Regions from separate parts of the Mus musculus genome. Here regions 1, 3 and 4 are each linked to region 2. A link is a contact called in public HiChIP or PLAC-seq and promoter capture Hi-C data. All regions are on one chromosome and are shown on one strand. Each heading gives the region's core, a stretch centred on a gene start, on an enhancer-like site or on the middle of the called end of the contact. The rest is flanking DNA. Distances are from core to core; before and after follow the strand shown. Region 1 holds the start of Gprc5c (G protein-coupled receptor, family C, group 5, member C). Region 2 holds the start of Fam104a (family with sequence similarity 104, member A). Region 3 holds the start of Dnaic2 (dynein, axonemal, intermediate chain 2). Region 4 holds the start of Rab37 (RAB37, member RAS oncogene family).

Region 1 (2,700 bases), core at 167-2,666, 1.2 Mb after region 2:
GAGACTTTCACCGTTCACTTAGGTCTAACCAGTCTGTTTGCCTTTCTAGCTAGCGTGGGCACTAACTGCCTGCTCCATTCAAGCCTTGACACCTGAGCCTTAGATCTCTAACCTTGGGTTGGGAGGTGGATTTAGGAATGGGAGCGGGTACCCCCACAGCAGCCACCCACTGAAATAGTTCGAGCTTTGCCACATTCCCCAGACCTGACAGAAACTACAGGGCACAGGAAAGGATTCAGGGTTCTAGAAAGTCTGGGCCCCACAGGCTTCTCCCCCCCACACCCCCCTTAAATAAACATTCCTCCTAGAGTCAGAAAAGAACAGAGCGGTGAGGAGGAACCGGCCGAAGGTTTTATCGCTCCGGCAACTCCGGGTGATTCATTGAGTTTAGACTCCAGGTTGTCATAGATGGAGGTACTCAAACACACAGCCAGTCGGGGAGGTACGGGTCACTAGCTCCCTGACCTCCTCCACCTGGCTATCCCCTCGCCTGTGACCAGCTGCCTCCCCCCTCCCGCCCCCCCGCCCCCCCCCCCTCCTCGCGGGAGCCCAGGATTGAGCAAACACGCCCTGCAGCCTGCCCAGCCACCGGCTGGCTCCGACCGCGCTCCTGGCGATCCCCCAGGCAACTCGGCGTCGCGAGAACCCGCACCCTGAGACCCGACTCCCTGCCCTCCCCCAGAGTCCCCAAGGCCCCTGTCAGGCCCAACAACCTCTCCCTTGCTCTTGCGACTTGTCCCCTACGGGGATACAGCGCAATGCAACCAGACCCACTCAGTGCTCCAAAGACAGCACAACTCACTCCCGCGGGATCCCAGGTCCCCAGAGAAAGTGGCCGGAAAGAAAAAAATCTCTTGTTTACTGGGCCAGATAGGCCTCAGCTGGGATTCGCTTCCCTATTTCTGCGGTTTCTTTTCAGCAGATTCCCGGGGCTGGAGGAGAAAGGGTGGATCCGCCCGGGCAGGGAGTGGGGGTGTGGTTCAGGGGAATCTGAATTCGTGGAAAGGTCTTCAGACTTCGGGAGAGGCTGGACTTAGAGTCAGCAACAACGTGGCCAGGAGCGCACAGACCACAGGGATCCTGTTAAACACTACCTCGGGAACAAAACTGAGAGGCTAATTAGGACAGGTCACCACAGGGAACCGGGACGCGGGGAGGGGAGCCCGCGTTGTAAGAAACTCGGGCGTGGGGTAGTCAGGCCGACAAAGACTCCGGCCAACAGCCCGCAGGGGTTCTGGACTCAGTCCACAGATTTAGGGACGTGCGCCGTGACATTCCCTCGTGATCTTGGAGACTGGGCTCTTCGGGAAGGATCACGCACGAAAGAGGAGGACGCTCCGTGTGCGCTGTGTCCACGTGTGCAAGCTCGCTAGGGGAGGGGGCGCGGAGCCGTGACAAAGACGGACTTTGTGTCCTAGTGTGTTCCTCGCTCCAGCCCGGAGCAGCGAACTGTGCCAGGCATGTGTCTCATGGGAAAGCCAGGACGAAAGTGACAAAGGTTGGGTGTCTGTCACGGGTAGACGCGCCAAGGTGGCCACCGTGAGTCTGTGGGTGCGTGCGATCGCTGGGAGATGCAGCCTAGGGGTGTACTGAGCTGCACCCCGAACCTCTTTCGGGAGAGAAAGGCGAATCCAGAAAGTGAGTACGCGCAAGTGCGCGCGCGCCCGCGTGCGGGGGCGTGGCAGTAAACAGCAACAACCCACTAGTCAGTTTGGCCAGAAACTCCGATCGCCTTTCCCAACCCGAAAGTGCGCGTCGGCCGAGCCTGGAGGTGAGTCGGAGGGGGCAGGGCCGGGCGCGCTTTGTTACTGGGGATTAGGATTGCTCGTACCTGGAGCGCTGCTGGCCCCGGAGGAGCGCCGGGAATGGAGGTGATGTCACGGTGATGCAGCCCGGCCCACCCTGGCCGAGAGAGGGGAGCACTGTGCCTGGGGAGGCGGGCGGGAGAGCGAGCCACTGAGCGCGCTTAGCTCAGTGCTCAGTCGGGGGTCCCTGGGAGGCAGGCCCCCGCACCTTTGCTCAGGCCTGGTCACCCCCCGCCTGAACGGGCTCTGGCCCCGCGCCCTGCTTTGAGTCCCTCCTACGCCCGCCGGCGCCCTGCCTGGGGCCGAAGTTGGCTCTGAGCGCGGCGCCGGAGCGGGCTGGCTGCGCGTCCCAGGTAAGGGCTGCTGCCTCGGCGCTCCGCCCTAGCCATCGGCCCGCAGGAAGGGCTGGGTCCAGCTGGCTGGGAAAGGGAGAGGGCCGAGGCCCCCGGTGAAAACCCAAGGGGTGGGTGACGATGCACCCACTCTACAAGTTCGCAGAAAGTTTCCAAACCCGAGCCAGCTGGGGATTTAATGGCTCGGGGAAGCCAGGTTCTGCGGCCGGGGGTGTTCCGCAAGGGATCTTAGTGTCGGAGAGCTGTTCCTCTATCCACTCTCGTAGTGGGAGGCTACGGTCGACTGTGACTGTAGGTTGGCTTCCTTTCCTTATTTCGCGGCAGTGCGTGGGGAGGGCAGGTTTCTGTGACCAGAGGGATTAGGGACAGAGAGCCTGGTCCTTTGCTCTTTCGGTTCGAACTTTCAGGGGCGTAGAGTGTTGACACAGTCCAGTTGGAATAGGGAGGTGAAGGCTCAGGATCTCTCCGCGGGAAGTTTGGAATTTCAGAGGCCTACGGCGCTTCTCCGTGTAGAGGCCTATGTTCTGGGTCCCACCCCTTAT
Region 2 (2,713 bases), core at 5-2,504:
CACCTTCTTTAAGCCTGAGACGACTACGGAATAAAGAGCCGCGAGCCTGAATAGACTTAGATAAATAAATGAGTCTCTCTAAATCCGTTCTCTGTTCTCCACCAGAGAAATGAAAAAGTACAACTTAGCGTAGATGTAGATAGATCGTCAAGCATCTTATTAGGAGACTTTCCAGTAAGAAATAAAGCCAGCCTTCTTCATTCTGAGGTAAGGCGTCCCAACTTACTTCTTCCCAGACGGAAAATAAGGAGAAAAGAAACTTCATCTGGATCGGGCCTAAAGCCCCGAGGGGCCGCCCGCCTAGTGAGGGTTGAGAGTAACTCGTGGTGTTAGCCACCTCCCTGCTCCCAGCCAACTGGCCCCTCATCCAAACTGTTTAGAATCCTGCCTGCTAATGCTACAACCGAGAGTGGGTCACCACCCACCCGGGTCCATCAGATGAGGGAGGGCACAGCGCTGCGGTCTGCCCTAAGCCCTCCCAGCTGCAGGGGTTAAGCCCAACCCCCGCCTTTCTCCTGACCTTGGGGCGCCAGCAGCTCCCCGCCCCCGAAGCATCCCGTCCCCTCTCCGAGGCGCCTCGCTCGAAGGGAGCCATCTCTTCCAGATCGGCCATCCCTCCCATCCCCCTACCACCACCGCCCGCCTCAATTTAGGAAGGACCACACCGTCCGTCTCGTCGGGCCGAACAAACCTCATTCCGAAGCGGAAAGGGCAGAAGACGAAGAAAACAAGGAAAAGACGGAGAAGGGGCAGCCCTGGATTCCAGAGCGTCGCCTCCCTGGCTGCCCACGGGGTCCAAGTGTCAGAGGCGGCGCCACCTTCTCCCCTCCGCCTCCTCCGACCGCAGAGCAGCGCAGCCCAGAGCCTCGCACCACCACCCCGCCGGCTCCGTCCGCCCCTCGGCTCCAGAGCGCACATCCTCGGCCGAGGGGCCGCGGAGAAAGCGGGTTCCCCCCTTCCCTCACCTGGGGCGGAGGCGCTCGCTCATGGCAGCTGGTGAAGGCGAGCGACGCGGCGCCGCCCCGCGCCGACAGCGAACAGTCGGAGCTGTGTCCCGGCGCCCGCCACGCCCACCCGCACGGGTCTGAGCTCTGACCGCCGCCGCGCGGGTGGTTGCTGCGGGCGCTGAGTCCCCCTCGGGCCGACCCGGACCACAGCCACTTCCGGTGTCGCCTCCGCGCCTCCCCATGTCGCAGGCGCCGTGGTACTGTCCTCCTGCGGCTGCGCGGAGGCGGGACGCCGGCCGCGCTTTCCCATCACCGCGCACGCAGGAAGAGGCGGGTCCCAGAGGGAAGACTGACCGGGAACTTCCAGGACCCCCGTTTAGGTGTCCGGGGCAGCCGCCTGTTCAAAAACAAAACAGGACACGACGTAAAAGTCAAGCCAGATTTTAGATAAATTACATTATTTGACGATCATTGATACTTGTCTCTGCGTTAAGCCTCTCTAAGGTGAAAATTTTAAAAAGAACCAGACGAGCTCCATCAGGCACAGACGCGGACGGCCACAGGCTCAGGGGTCCTCTGGTTGGGAAGGTGTTGGTGGGCTCCGGGTTCTAAGAGTGTGCGGCGTGGAACTTCGCGTCTCCGAACGGTGCGGAGCCCGTTCCATGGAGTAGCTAAGGGCTGGGCTATTTTTCCGCGACCTTTGTTGCAGGTCAAGAGAGGAGTGCGGAACAGGCGAACGGGATAACGGAGTTCCGTACCGGGAAGGGCCACGCCCACCTGCTGGAAGAGGCCGGACCGAGAGGTGTGGGGGAGACCGGCAGGCGTGGGAACGCGGCGGTGTGGACGGAGCTGCCTCGCGGCTGGCGAGGTGAGCTTGATCAGTGGCGAATCGCGAGGTCCCTGCCCGCCGTGAGTTGCGCACACCTGTCATCCCCATTCTTGGGAGGAGAAGCTGCAAGACCAGGAGGTCAGAATCATCCTCGACTGTGTAACAAGTTCGAAGCCAGCCTGGGCTACTTGAGACCTTGTCTCCCATGTGATCTCACCACCACCACCAGAATACGTGTACTCTAAGACTTGGGGAAGTCTTAACTTTGGTTGTCAGACGCATTCCCTTTTCTCTGTCAGGAGCATAATCCAGTTCTTTGTCTAGGACTCAGTACTATCAGCTCCCCACCTTACACAAACTGATATTCAGAGTTTCTGCCAAACGTGAACAGTGATCCATAAGCATGGGGGTCTTTAGGAGAGTCGACAAGAGGTCAGGCAGGAAAACGAAACCCCTGTTAAAGTGTAGGGTGTAGAGTCTGGCGTAGTAATGCACGCCTTTTAATCCCACTACTCAGGAGGCAGAGCAAGCTGATCTATGTGAGTTCAAGGCCATCCTGGTCTACCTAGTGAGAGTTCCAGGGAAGACAAGGCTACCAGGTAAGACCCCATCATCTCAAAAAAGTCTACCGTTAAAACTGGAAAGTCCAACCGGGCGGCGGTGGCGCGCGCCTTTAATCCCAACACTTGGGAGGCAGAGGCAGGCGGATTTCTGAGGTCAAGGCCAGCCTGGTCTACGGAGTGAGTTCCAGGACAGCCAGGGCTACACAGAGAAACCCTGTCTCCAAAACAAAACAAACAAAAAAACTGGAAAGCCCATGTATTGTCTTTGTCGTGTGCCCTTCAGTGCGGCAGTGCATTCTCACTAACAGAAGACTTATGGTGCACTCGGTGGGAAACAGTTTGGGTGTGCCTTTTATGAACGATAAAGTAATGGT
Region 3 (2,700 bases), core at 159-2,658, 1.0 Mb after region 2:
GGCCTGGTGTGAGCTTTTAAAGCCTCCAAGCCCACTCCCAGTGACATACCTTCTCCAACAAGGTTCTAATCTTTTCCAAAAAGCTTGTCCATCTGGGAACTAAGCATACAAATATATGAGCTATGAGGGTGATCTCATTCAAACCTCACAGGGGATGGCAGAGAGAGTGCCTTGCTAAAATCCCATGATAAATAAAGAACCAACCTCGGGTCCCAAATGCTCTTAAGGAACACCTCTGGGAAAGTATATACGGTTCTGTAGTTTTCTTTCTCTTTAAAAAATTATATTGTGGGCTGGAGAGATGGCTCAGAGGTTAAATACACTGACTGTGCTTCCAGAGGTCCTGAGGTCAATTCCCAGCAACCACATGGTGGCTCACAACCATCTGTAATGGAATCTTGGTACCCTCTTCTGGCATGCTGACAGAACACGGTACTAAATAAATAAATAAATCTTTTTTTAAAAATCATATTGTGTATGTGTGTGTTTGTGTGTGTCTTACATAGCACAAGTATGGAGGTCAGAGGACAACTTAGAGAATTCAGTTCTCTCCTTCACCATGTGTGTCTGGGGCTCAACCCTAGGTCATAGAAGTGGTAGCAAGCCCCTTTCTCTACTGAGCCATCTCACCAGTCCTAGATATAGGACTCTACCTCCCTTCTTTAATTCTTTTTAAATTATTGATGATGATGATGATTGTGGGTGTGCTACATGACACAGATCAGAGGACAACTTTGTGGAATCCATTTTTTCCCCCATTTTTATGTGGGTTCTAGGATGTGAACTCTGCTTGTCAGGCTTACCCAACAAAGTGCCTTGTACTCAGCCTGTCCATCAATCCCTCCCACATTTTCTCACTTCCTTGCCTCAAGCTCATGAGAAACACATCTCTCTTTGTGTCATTCATGTGTCCATCAGCTAGCTCATTCATTCATGCAATGAAACCATATTTACAACGTGCCAGCCGCATAGCTAAGCCATGCTTGCATGCATTGAGCCTGACCCTCAAGGAATTTCCATTCCAGAGATGAATTCAGAAGGGTGGTGGTGCAAGGGATACGTTAACAGAAGAGACCCGGACATTGTAGCAGTGACAAATCAGACATGATCCGAACTGACCCAGGTGCGGGGCTTCCCACGCTCTGGTCACTTTGATTGCGTTTTCGGGGGATACGGGAGTGGGGGAGGGACTTTGCTGGGTATAGACTGTAGACTTGGGTAGGCATTTTGGCAAAGCTTTGGTTAACTTTCCTCCACCTCTTCCGCAGACCTCCTCCAGAGAAGGAAGGAGAGAAGGGGGTGCTTCCGACTAGCGGGACCAGAGTCACGTGCTCCAGATCGCCTTCCGAACTGCCGGCGTCTCGGCCCGGCCAGGGTTGCTAGGCAACTGGTAAACTCCGCAGCTCCCAGCCGTTTAAGCTGCGCTGGAGCTGGGACTGGTCTTGGGCGCTTCTCCTGGGCTGTGTGGCAGGAGGTGAGCCAGGATAAGGGGCGGGCGTCCTAGAGGACGTCCAAGCCCGAAAGAAGACCTGGCAAAAAGAGGGAAAAGCTCTCGAGGGTAATAATCACCAACAGTGCAAGAAATCTCGGAGAACTGTCAGGTGCTGGAATCAGCTCATTCTGCTGCATTAATCCTCGCTGCCCTGAATATTCTTCAAGCTCCAGGACCTCCTCAGCCTCCAAGCACCTTGCCTTCTGCACTTCTCCACCAGGCCCTGACCCGGGCTGTGACCCGGAGTGGGCGGGACCTCTTTCTGGCTTTCAGGTGAATGGAACAAAATTTCAAGCCCAGGAAGGATGGGTTGTTAAGAAGAGAGCTTTCAGTTAAACGTAGGGAGGGGGATAGGGATAGGCCGGTAAACCCTGCACTCCTGTAAACTGATGCAGGAGGATTACCAAGAGTCAGAGAGCAACCTAGACTACTCAGTGCGCTCTAGGCCAGTGGACTCAGAGTGAGAGCCTGTCTCAAAGACTAAGAGAGGGGGCTGGAGGACTGTCTCAGCTGCTAAGAGTGAGTGCGCTCTTGCAAAGAACCGGGAGTTTGATTTCCAGCACCCACATCAGGTGACTCACAACCCCTGAAACTCCAACTCCAGGGGATTTGGCACTTCTGGCTTCCACCCCACCTGCACTTGTGTGCACTTACACACACACACACACACACACACACACACACACACACACACACACACACACGATTAAAAATAAAGTGAAATTAAGAAAAATAAAATGGAGGGCGTAAAATGGGAGATCACAAGAGTCTTGTGGACTGAGCACAGGTACTGTATGTAAATGCACCTTTTCTTTTGCCCCTCCATCTGGGAGTTGGCCTTTCATCTACATTTAGGGTCAGGAGACCATTTTCCTAACCTTGTCCAGAAGGTTCACAAAGACATTGGAAAGACACAGGAGCCCTTCCATCTGTATTCCTCACTCAAGCACGGCTCTACAATTCCAGGCACACAAGGGACAAAGGGTGACCCTCCTCCTGGCCCCCTTCCCATACTGACACCTCTGTTGCCTGCTATTTCCTGGCCCTTCCTCCCAGCTGTGTACCATGCTTTCCGCTCAACCACAAGGGGTTCTCTCTAGGAACGACTTTGCTCATTATCCTCGCCTGAGGCAAGTCTTGTTGTTTCTGTTGGGCTAGGGTGCAGGAAATGATCACATGTTTTGGTGTTTGGACCAGGGTATAGCGGT
Region 4 (2,700 bases), core at 76-2,575, 1.5 Mb after region 2:
GGCCTGCCAAGTTAATGATCAGTATTAACCATCACGGAACCCCTATTCCAGTATGGCCCAGTTCTAACCTACATCTCTAATGTTCCTGTTGCCAAGGAAGGCCACACACATTTTGGGTACCAGTGCCTAGGACTTCAGCATATCTCTTGGGGGACACGATGTACCCCCACAACATTAGTTTTCAGTGGACGGTGAGCAAGGGGCAAGCCACTACCCCTCTCCAATTCCCACCTCGACAAAGTCACCTCCATCCAGGCTCCGGGATCTCCTCTCAGCTGTCATGAAATAGTTCCTGCTGATGTACACAGCCATTTCCCAAGTCATAGTCACCCCAAAGCCAGCCCTCACTGCCCTCACCTAAAAAGTTGAGGGGCCCAACCCCCTTCCTACACCCCGCATCCAGTCCCCGCATCCTGTTCCTTTCTATACAGCGTTGAGATGTTGAAAAGTTGGCCCACAAGCTACTGAACCCTGGTATGTGCAACCCCAGATTCTCCATATCCCCCGTCATCCGGAGCTGCAGGGTTCCTGGGCTGTACTAGAAACAGCTCAAAACGACCCACGACTTCATGAATTCCTGTGGCACCCACTCGGTGGCTAGGCCTAGGCCTTCCCTGAATAATGTTGGCCCTATCTTGTCCCCTTGGAAAGATGGGCTTCAAGAGCTCACCTTCCCGTGGTGGGAGGACATCAGGGGCTTAGACTAACAAATGAGGGAGAAACATGGCAAAGAGCTCCAAGTGTTAGCACCACCCAGGAGCTCCCCAGATGGTCAGTGCGCTCCAAGGTGAGTGTCGGTGAAAAAGTAGGCTCAGATGAGCTGAGGTCTATCAGAACCGCTTGGGTGCTAGTCTCAGAATGCAACTTCCTGTCCAACATTGTTCAGGGACGTCCCCAGCTTCTTGCCTGCAGGTAAGTACCGGACTGTCAACTGGCTGGAGCTCGGGCGCGCCCTGCTGGCCACTGCATTGCCGCAGTAGGAAACCAAGCCCCACACCTTCCGCAGCTAGCTGGGTCTCCCGGGTCCGCAGCCTCGATGGCAATCTAACTTCACCACTGCGACCTTAATGGGCTGGTCCTGTAGCAGGACTCATTCCGTGCTGTAAGAGCACTAAACTAGGCTAATGTCTCTCAGGGGGACTGCCACTCCCTAGGGTGTGCATTCTGCGAGTCTCAGACGTCCTGGCTGGCGTCGTCGAGGGGATGGCGGGACGGAGGGAGGAGTCTATCAGGGTCCGAGCCGGTTGGTGGATGGGGAGGGAGGAGTGGGCGGAGCCTAGGGCAGGGCGGTTCCTCGCTCTCCCTCGCTTGCTTCGAGCCGGGCTCACCTCTGACTGTCCGGGGACATGACTGGCACACCAGGAGCTGCTACCGCTGGGGATGGCGAGGCCCCTGAGCGCTCCCCGCCCTTCAGCCCGAACTACGATCTCACCGGCAAGGTGGGTGGGCTCTGCGCTCAGTGCTGGGGACCCCCCAGGCCGGCACTTAGGGACATCCCTCCCGATGTCCTTTGCCTTAGGACCCTGTCCTTCCCTGTCTACACCCCTCTTCTGGAAGTGTCAGCTGGGTCTCTGGTCTGGGGCATAACCCCTGGGCTCATCCCAGTCTCTAGGGTTCTAGGCTGACCTCGGAGGGCATGGGGTAAGGCAGATCTGAAAGACTAAGACTCCCCCACCCTAGGAACAAAAACCCAGTTCCTTCTGCCACACTTTGGAATACTGGGAGACAGGGACTCTCTGAAGACACAGACAGGGCATCCCCGCCTTCAGAGGCATCTCAAGGTTAATGCCCTTTTTGAGCTAAGCCTCAAAAAGTGACACCTGTCACAGGCGTGCAGTGCTTTGGGTCCCCACTCAGCGGTACATCCCACCCTTCCCCTCCCCACTGCCTCCAGACATAGACTCACAGCTCCTTCCCAACACCCCAGGCTGCATGTAGCCAGCCTACAAGTCCACTTGGGAATTTTCAGAAGCTGAGAAAGAACATGGCAATTAGTGACCATGGCCCACTCTCCCCCTCCCCCCGCCCGGCCCCCCGACGACCTTAAAGGCAACTCTCTGGGGTGCATACATTCTGCAGGAATGCCCTGAATAAAAGGATGTCTGTCACCACCTCTCTTATTGGTGTCCTTGGCTTAAGCAAGTACATGGAACTCTAAAAAGAGATGCTGAGCCAGCCAGCCTCTTGCACTATTTTTCTACAGGGTTTAGGAGAGAGAAGTAAGAGCTATGCCAGGTAGAAGTGATGCCTGGTCTTGAAGGGTACCTGCCTCTTTCAGGGTCTTGGTTCCTCTCAAACACCAGATCTCACTCTCACTAGGAGCTTCACATCTCCACCCCCTAGGGTTTCAGGGGAAGCCAGTCAGCCAGCCTACCCACCCAGAGACGTTGAGATAGGCGTCCTGTGTGGGCTTGTGGCAGGAAATGGGGCTCTAAGTCCTCAGGGGAGGGGAGTTGCTGATGGCCAGCCCCCACCCCCAGGCTGATGGGGATCTCCTGACCTCCTAGCCCTGCAGGACAACTGAGCTGTTTACCTAGGAGGTGGCAAGGCTGAGCAGCTGTTTGTGTTTGGTGGACTTGATGGGCTGGGTGACCGGCTGCATCATTTGCTCAAGGCAGCTGTGATCTGTAAAGTACACAAATACCGGTATTCGCCTGCCTCCCTCCCTCCCTCCCCCTGTATGGCTGGGGCCCCAGAGCC

Evidence for each region. Promoter capture Hi-C pulls out the DNA fragments that hold promoters and counts their contacts. HiChIP or PLAC-seq counts read pairs in DNA pulled down with a chosen protein or histone mark.
Region 1: a contact with region 2 is called in an HNF4G HiChIP or PLAC-seq map of pancreatic cancer cells. The contact joins the promoter of Gprc5c here to the promoter of Fam104a in region 2. A contact is called at or near these places in 1 of 39 promoter capture datasets (liver) and 2 of 115 datasets of contacts at active chromatin or transcription factors (large pre-B cells and pancreatic cancer cells).
Region 3: a contact with region 2 is called in a promoter capture Hi-C map of trophoblast stem cells, with 5 times the contacts expected there. The contact joins the promoter of Dnaic2 here to the promoter of Fam104a in region 2. A contact is called at or near these places in 10 of 39 promoter capture datasets (the 3T3-L1 cell line, the C10 cell line, the HPC-7 cell line and 6 more) and 2 of 115 datasets of contacts at active chromatin or transcription factors (fibro-adipogenic progenitors and pancreatic cancer cells).
Region 4: a promoter capture Hi-C map of liver shows a contact between it and region 2, with 5 times the contacts expected there. The contact joins the promoter of Rab37 here to the promoter of Fam104a in region 2. A contact is called at or near these places in 4 of 39 promoter capture datasets (embryonic stem cells, liver and pre-B cells) and 1 of 115 datasets of contacts at active chromatin or transcription factors (pancreatic cancer cells).

The regions. Positions count from the first base shown.
Region 1 is chr11:114,850,116-114,852,815 of GRCm38.p6, forward strand. Gprc5c (G protein-coupled receptor, family C, group 5, member C) reads left to right here and starts at 1,417. Exons shown (of 5, transcript NM_001110337.1): 1 at 1,417-1,771.
Region 2 is chr11:113,682,897-113,685,609 of GRCm38.p6, forward strand. It overlaps Fam104a (family with sequence similarity 104, member A), which reads right to left and starts at 1,255. Exons shown (of 3, transcript NM_138598.5): 1 at 966-1,255. The coding sequence starts at 1,189. D11Wsu47e (DNA segment, Chr 11, Wayne State University 47, expressed) reads left to right here and starts at 1,538. Exons shown (of 5, transcript NM_001361593.1): 1 at 1,538-1,815.
Region 3 is chr11:114,726,011-114,728,710 of GRCm38.p6, forward strand. Dnaic2 (dynein, axonemal, intermediate chain 2) reads left to right here and starts at 1,409. Exons shown (of 13, transcript NM_001034878.3): 1 at 1,409-1,765.
Region 4 is chr11:115,152,853-115,155,552 of GRCm38.p6, forward strand. It overlaps Rab37 (RAB37, member RAS oncogene family), which reads left to right and starts at 1,326. Exons shown (of 9, transcript NM_021411.4): 1 at 1,326-1,439. The coding sequence starts at 1,347.